Regions from separate parts of the Pan troglodytes genome. Here region 1 is linked to region 2. A link is a contact called in public HiChIP or PLAC-seq data. All regions are on one chromosome and are shown on one strand. Each heading gives the region's core, a stretch centred on a gene start, on an enhancer-like site or on the middle of the called end of the contact. The rest is flanking DNA. Distances are from core to core; before and after follow the strand shown.

Region 1 (2,700 bases), core at 201-2,700, 150 kb after region 2:
TTTGAGACAGAGTCTCGCTCTGTCGCCCAGGCTGGAGTGCAGTGGCACGATCTGGGCTCACTGCAAGCTCCGCCTCCCGGGTTCACGCCATTCTCCTGCCTCGGCCTCCCCAGTAGCTGGGACTACAGGCGCCCGCCCCGACGCCCGGCTAATTTTTTGTATTTTTAGTAGAGACGGGGTTTCACCGTGTTAGCCAGGATGGTCTGGATCTCCTGACCTCGTGATCCTCCCGCCTCGGCCTCCGAAAGTGCTGAGATTACAGGCGTGAGCCACCGCGCCCGGCAAGGAATACGTTTTAATAAAGTAAAAGTTACTGTTAATAATTAGGCACGTAACTCCTGGACCCTGAAACAATTATGCTGTCTTCTGTAAAATAGGAAAATATCAGGCATCACAGGAGAAGTATGATCCCATTTCTATTTTTTAAATGTCTGTGAACGTGTGTAATCACAGAAAAACTCTGGAAGGTTGTCAGAAAAACGTTAACATACCCCTGGGGGTATGAAAAAAGGCGTTTTTCCTCCCCCTTCTCCCCCCCACCGACCGATAGTTCTTTTGTCTTTTTACAATAAGCATGCATGCAACAGGAATGTTAAAAATCGATTTCTTTTTCTAAACCGACAATGTATATAATTATTAAAGGGGGAAAAACACTTCTGAAATGCAAAACATGGAATCACTCTTGCAGAGATACCAGAGATCTCTGAAAGCTGGAAGCTTGTCTCTTCTCTGAACTCCTAGTGCCTAACAAGCAGTAGGCAGCCCTCATTACGGCCTCTTGGCAAAAAGGGCAGAACAAACAGCTTTTGGTAGGTCTCGATCAAAATGGTAACAAATCACAGTTTTAATAAAATGGCAAATATTCTAACTGCCAACTCTTGGATGTTTGCATTATAAAATGAAGCAATACAAAGATAAAGGCAATTTTCTGTCTTCATTTAAAAAAAAAAGCAACCTTAATACCCAGTGGCAACCCTAAGTTATGAATAAAGCAGCAGCACAGAAAATGTTGCTTGGGTTCCCTTTCCCAAGCTGTCCAGCCTCGGCGGCTCCGTTCTTGAGCTCCAAGAGTCTGGGCACAAAAAGCCGCGTGGCCCTGGATCCTGCAAATTGGGAAACTGGGGGATCCTGCAGGCCAATGGCCTTACGGGAGCCAATGTGACGGGATCAGGCGCAGACCCATTTAGGTTGCCGTAACCGGCCAACTCAGAACGCAATAGGGAAAATCAATTAGGATCTGCAGAGGGTTCCCGGATACACCTTGCGAAGAATGCCGCACTCTCCGCCACTCACTCCCCACTCACCGGCACCCGCTAAACCTTCAGCCTGAACTTTTCCTCCGAAGGGAAGCAGAGCAGAGGAAGAACTACTAAGTGCTACACTCAAAGCCTGCCGTCGCAGTGAGCGCGACCTCCAAACTGAGGCATTTTTGTTCCGGCGAAATCCCTCCCACTCAGGAAAGTCCCTAGAAAGAGAGCGCAGGCGCCTGGGTATCACATGACCACTTCCCGGAAGCGCAGCAGACCCGCTCAACTTCATCCTGGGTTGAGGCGGAGTAGAACTTCCAGAATTATGGCGGAGTCCGGGCTGAGGCAGGACCCGCAGAGCACAGCTGCAGCCACTGTGCTAAAGCGGGCCGTAGAACTAGATTCGGAGTCGCGGTATCCGCAGGCTCTGGTGTGTTACCAAGAGGGGATTGATCTGCTCCTGCAGGTTCTGAAAGGTGAGCAATGAGCCAAGGCGGGGAGGACCTGAGGAAAAGGAGCTGGTTCCTGCTGTGTCTGGGGTGAAGTGAATGAGTTAAAAATGATTTTTGCACACCACGAAGAAGCAGTTAAATACAGAAGGTGGGATATTCTACAGGACAACTGGGCCGCTTTCTTTTAGATCTTTAATAGATTGATGTCATCTAGAAAAGGTGGGGAGGCTACTAGTCTAGATTTTAAAAGACTTAAGAGATATAAGATATAACGCAATGTAATATATAAGCTTTGATAGGACCTGGATTTGTACGAACTTTAAAAGACATTTTTGGATCTATTAGAAAAGTTTGAATATAGATTGGGGGACATTAAAATTATTTTCTTAGGCAATATGATTTTTTTCCAAAACTTTCCTTAATTTTTAGAGATGCAGACCAAAGTGTTTTAGAAAGAGATGCTATGATGTCTTTAGTTAATTTTCCTTAAGCAAAAATTTCTTAAAAATCGAAGCTCTATTTGAGCAAAAATGCTAATTTAAAAAATTTCGGTGATGGGTAATAAGGGTGTTTATTATACGATTATTTTTAATTTTCTGTTTAAACATTTGCATTTAAAGCAAGCCAAAGTAAAATTATGTAGCGGTAGAAGAAGAAAAGTTTTTCTTAAACGGATGAAGTTCGGTGTGAGAAATGCGCAGGGTTGTGGAGGAAACAAGTGAGACTTTTCGTATTATTCAATGTTGAGAAATACCCAAATATTCCTTAACACCCAGCACAACCCTGGTTCACAGTAGACACTCAATATGTATGTATTAAATTGATAAGATCAGCTCCTGCTCCCCAACCCCCGACACTCCCGGTCTGGACTAAGCTCCCTCTGTTCTTTCTAGTTTAAGCTTCTTATAATTAAAGTGTTACAGAAGCTTTGAGGCAGCAGAGGGGAGCCCTTTATGGTTTGGTGCTTTGGTCAGAACTACAAACTCTACCGGCCGGGCGCG
Region 2 (2,954 bases), core at 112-2,611:
AAAACGATCCAGGCTTCCAATTTATAATTAGTAAACTTATTTTAACTTCAAGACAACATATCTGTTTTGAGTCAGACTGATGAACTAGCACTAGTTTTTTTAATTTACCTTACTCTCCGCCTCGTATTTAAGTTTGGTGGGTAGTGTACGAACGTGTAATGTAACAGATGTTGTTCACTCCCAGGAAGTCAACTCTTTCCATCATGAGTAACAGAACTCAATCGAATGTGACACACAGAAATGTCTCAAAAATCTCCAGGTAAGTAACTCGCATATACCTTTATCCTCCCTCCCCAAAGCATTTCAGGTGGTTAGAAAGGAGCGACCCCGGTTGGTTGGTTTCTTCTTCTTCCCTTCCTTTCTTAGGGGAAGGCTAGAGAGCAAAGAAACGACCAAAAAACAGGCCGGAAGAAGGAAAGCGAAAAGCATGAGGGCTGGACAATCAGCCCTTAAATAAATGAAAACTGTATCCAAATCAGATTAAGTTGAGAGACAGCGAACTGCTAAACACCTCCCCATAACTCTAACTTACCTGAAACCGCGAGTAGAGAAACCCGACCGTACATCACATTCAAGCTCCCTTCCCTCCCAAGTACTCACAGGTGTAAGAGGCATAAAAAGAACTTCCCCACCCTCGCCAAGAGTAGCGCGGAAAAAAACTCACACTGGCCTGGGCCACGCTGGCGAAGCCGCCTGACCCTCCCCGCGCGACCAGGAACCCTCAAATTACTACCCCGCTCCTCAGGGCGGGGAAGGGGTAGCCGGGGGAGCGAGGCTCGACTGGGAGGACCCGCCCGCCGTCGAGGCCCTACGTGCCCACCCGGCCCGGGGGCTTGGGCCCGCTCCGCACACTCTGGGCCCAGGCCTGGTACCCCGCGAAGCTCGTCGCGAGCCCAGACCCCGGTCCGACGCCGCGCCCGGCGAGACCCGCACACTCCACTGAGCCACGGCGGCCGCCGCCGTACGGACCCAACCCCTATCTACCTGTCTTCGCTCTTGTTTTTCTGTTTCTTCCCCATTGCTTGTCAATGGCGCTCGTGGCCCCAGCCCCTCTATTCGGTCTCTCACAGACCCACTGTCTCCCGGCTGACTTTGGTCTCCGCTCAGCTCTTTTCCCCCCGTGCTGCCGCCGCTCGCACCCGGCTCTCCACAGACCCGCGCACTGGAACAGGGCACATATGGTGTGAGTTCTCAGTGCGCAAGCGCATCGCCCAGCCGCCTCGGCGTGACGACGCAGGGCGCGGCTCATCGAGAGCTGCGCTTCGGGTAGAGCGTCTCCGGTTGACCGGCCGGCCAGGCAGGAGCCCGAGCGCCCCCTGCCCTCAAGCGTCCGCCACGAGCCGACACCCGCGGGTTTTCCACGTTCTAGAACCCGGAGTTGGACAATGAAGCTGTCAATTTCCCCACCTCACCCCTTTCCCAACGGGGAACGCACGCTTCGGTTCAGGAGTGGGCTTTGGGCTTCCCTTTATATCTTTGTATTCTCAGCCGCACGAAGTTCAGTAAAGAACCACAACGAACCAATAGAGTCCTCTGGGGGTTTGCGAGAGAGATAAATCCAGGACAAAATAGGGACCTCTCAGTAACATCCATGCATTATGCATTATGTACAGTCACTGAATAAAACAGAACAGGACACAGCCGATCAATTCCCTAACATAGGTCTTCATCTTCACCCTCAAAGCGAGGGCGAGTTCTAAAAATTCCTGTGTTTAGAAGAGTCAAGAGGGAACCTACAGGGGTGGTGGAAAATGTTCTATATCTGGATCTGGCCGGTGATATTTTGGGTTTTAACTATGCAAAAGTTAATTGTGCTGTATATGTTTATGCCTCGACTTTAGGAAAAATGTTAACAAAAGAAAACAAAAAAAAGAAAAATGTTCATTCAACACTAACAGAATGGAAACGCAGTTCAAGCGTCACGGCTGAGCGAGAGCACAGCTGTCTCATTTCCAGTCTGGCGCACTGGACCGTGAATACTGAAGCACGCTCCTGAGAAAGTCCGGCCACGACACCCTGCGCACTAAGAAACTGCAACTCCCACAGTGCTTTGCGGCCTTCCAGTTCGGCCGTGTACCCGGAGGAAAGCAAGGGTCGGACACCTTGGGTTCCGGGCTGCTGGGCGGGAGGCGCACGCGCAGAACTGTTCGCCACCCGACCGACCGCCCCTTCCTCTGGCGTCTTGGTGATATCGCGCGAGGTTCGCAGCCAATAAGGAGGCGGATGTGACGGCCCGTTTGCAGCCGCCGGCAGCTACTGCAAGGCAAAAGCCGGAGTGGACGTGTCTTTTGAAACTGCTGCTCTTTCACTTCTCAGGCGTCACCGAGAGCTCAGGTGAGGCAGAGGGTAGTGAGAAAAATCCGACCACCACGTCCGGGTGCTGGTGAACATTCTGCTGCTCCACATCCGTAGCGGAGGAGGGGCGCGGCCCCAGCACCGGTGTCGGTGTCTTGGCAGAGGCTCTTGCGCAAGCGCACCAGGAGGCGTCGAAGTTGGGGCCACCGGGACTGTGCTTTCCTCTGTTTCCCCGGGCGCAGGGAGTGGCCGGCTTGCCATTGGGGAGGTACCTGGGGTTCAGTTAAGGACCAGGCCCCTTGATTGTTTTGGCGGATACCTGTAAGGGTGTCCAGGAAATGACTAGGGAATTTGAGGACGCGCTGTGTCCCGTCCCACCCTTCCAGCGGAGCTGTAAAAAGGAAGAATCAGAGGCTGTGGTTTGAAGAATGAAAAGCTAACGAGGGGTTGCATCGTCTCTTTACCCCATTCTCAATGCTCTGACCACCAACACCTACACCCAGAATAGCTCTTCTTAATCGCATCTTTTTCCAGTTATCCCATAATTAAATTCTGGGCTCATTCTATAAAGTTCCAGGGTAAGCATTCTCTGTGCTTATCCCTGGAGCACAGCTTCCAACGTTCAATTCAGTATCTTATTATCTTCTCCTTCCAACCCC

What was found. HiChIP or PLAC-seq counts read pairs in DNA pulled down with a chosen protein or histone mark.
Region 1: an H3K4me3 HiChIP or PLAC-seq map of stem cell-derived excitatory neurons shows a contact between it and region 2, with 5 times the contacts expected there. The contact joins the promoter of MRPL30 here to the promoter of EIF5B in region 2. A contact is called at or near these places in 1 of 7 Hi-C or Micro-C datasets (stem cell-derived neural progenitor cells) and 1 of 1 datasets of contacts at active chromatin or transcription factors (stem cell-derived excitatory neurons).

Annotation. Positions count from the first base shown.
Region 1 is chr12:23,952,329-23,955,028 of NHGRI_mPanTro3-v2.0_pri, forward strand. It overlaps MRPL30 (mitochondrial ribosomal protein L30), which reads right to left and starts at 1,451. Exons shown (of 7, transcript XR_001715950.4): 1 at 1,305-1,451. It overlaps MITD1 (microtubule interacting and trafficking domain containing 1), which reads left to right and starts at 1,492. Exons shown (of 8, transcript XR_001715946.3): 1 at 1,492-1,723.
Region 2 is chr12:23,803,374-23,806,327 of NHGRI_mPanTro3-v2.0_pri, forward strand. EIF5B (eukaryotic translation initiation factor 5B) reads right to left here and starts at 1,362. Exons shown (of 24, transcript XM_001159759.8): 1 at 985-1,362. The coding sequence starts at 1,019. TXNDC9 (thioredoxin domain containing 9) reads left to right here. Exons shown (of 7, transcript XM_001149127.8): 2 at 185-259; 3 at 1,842-2,334.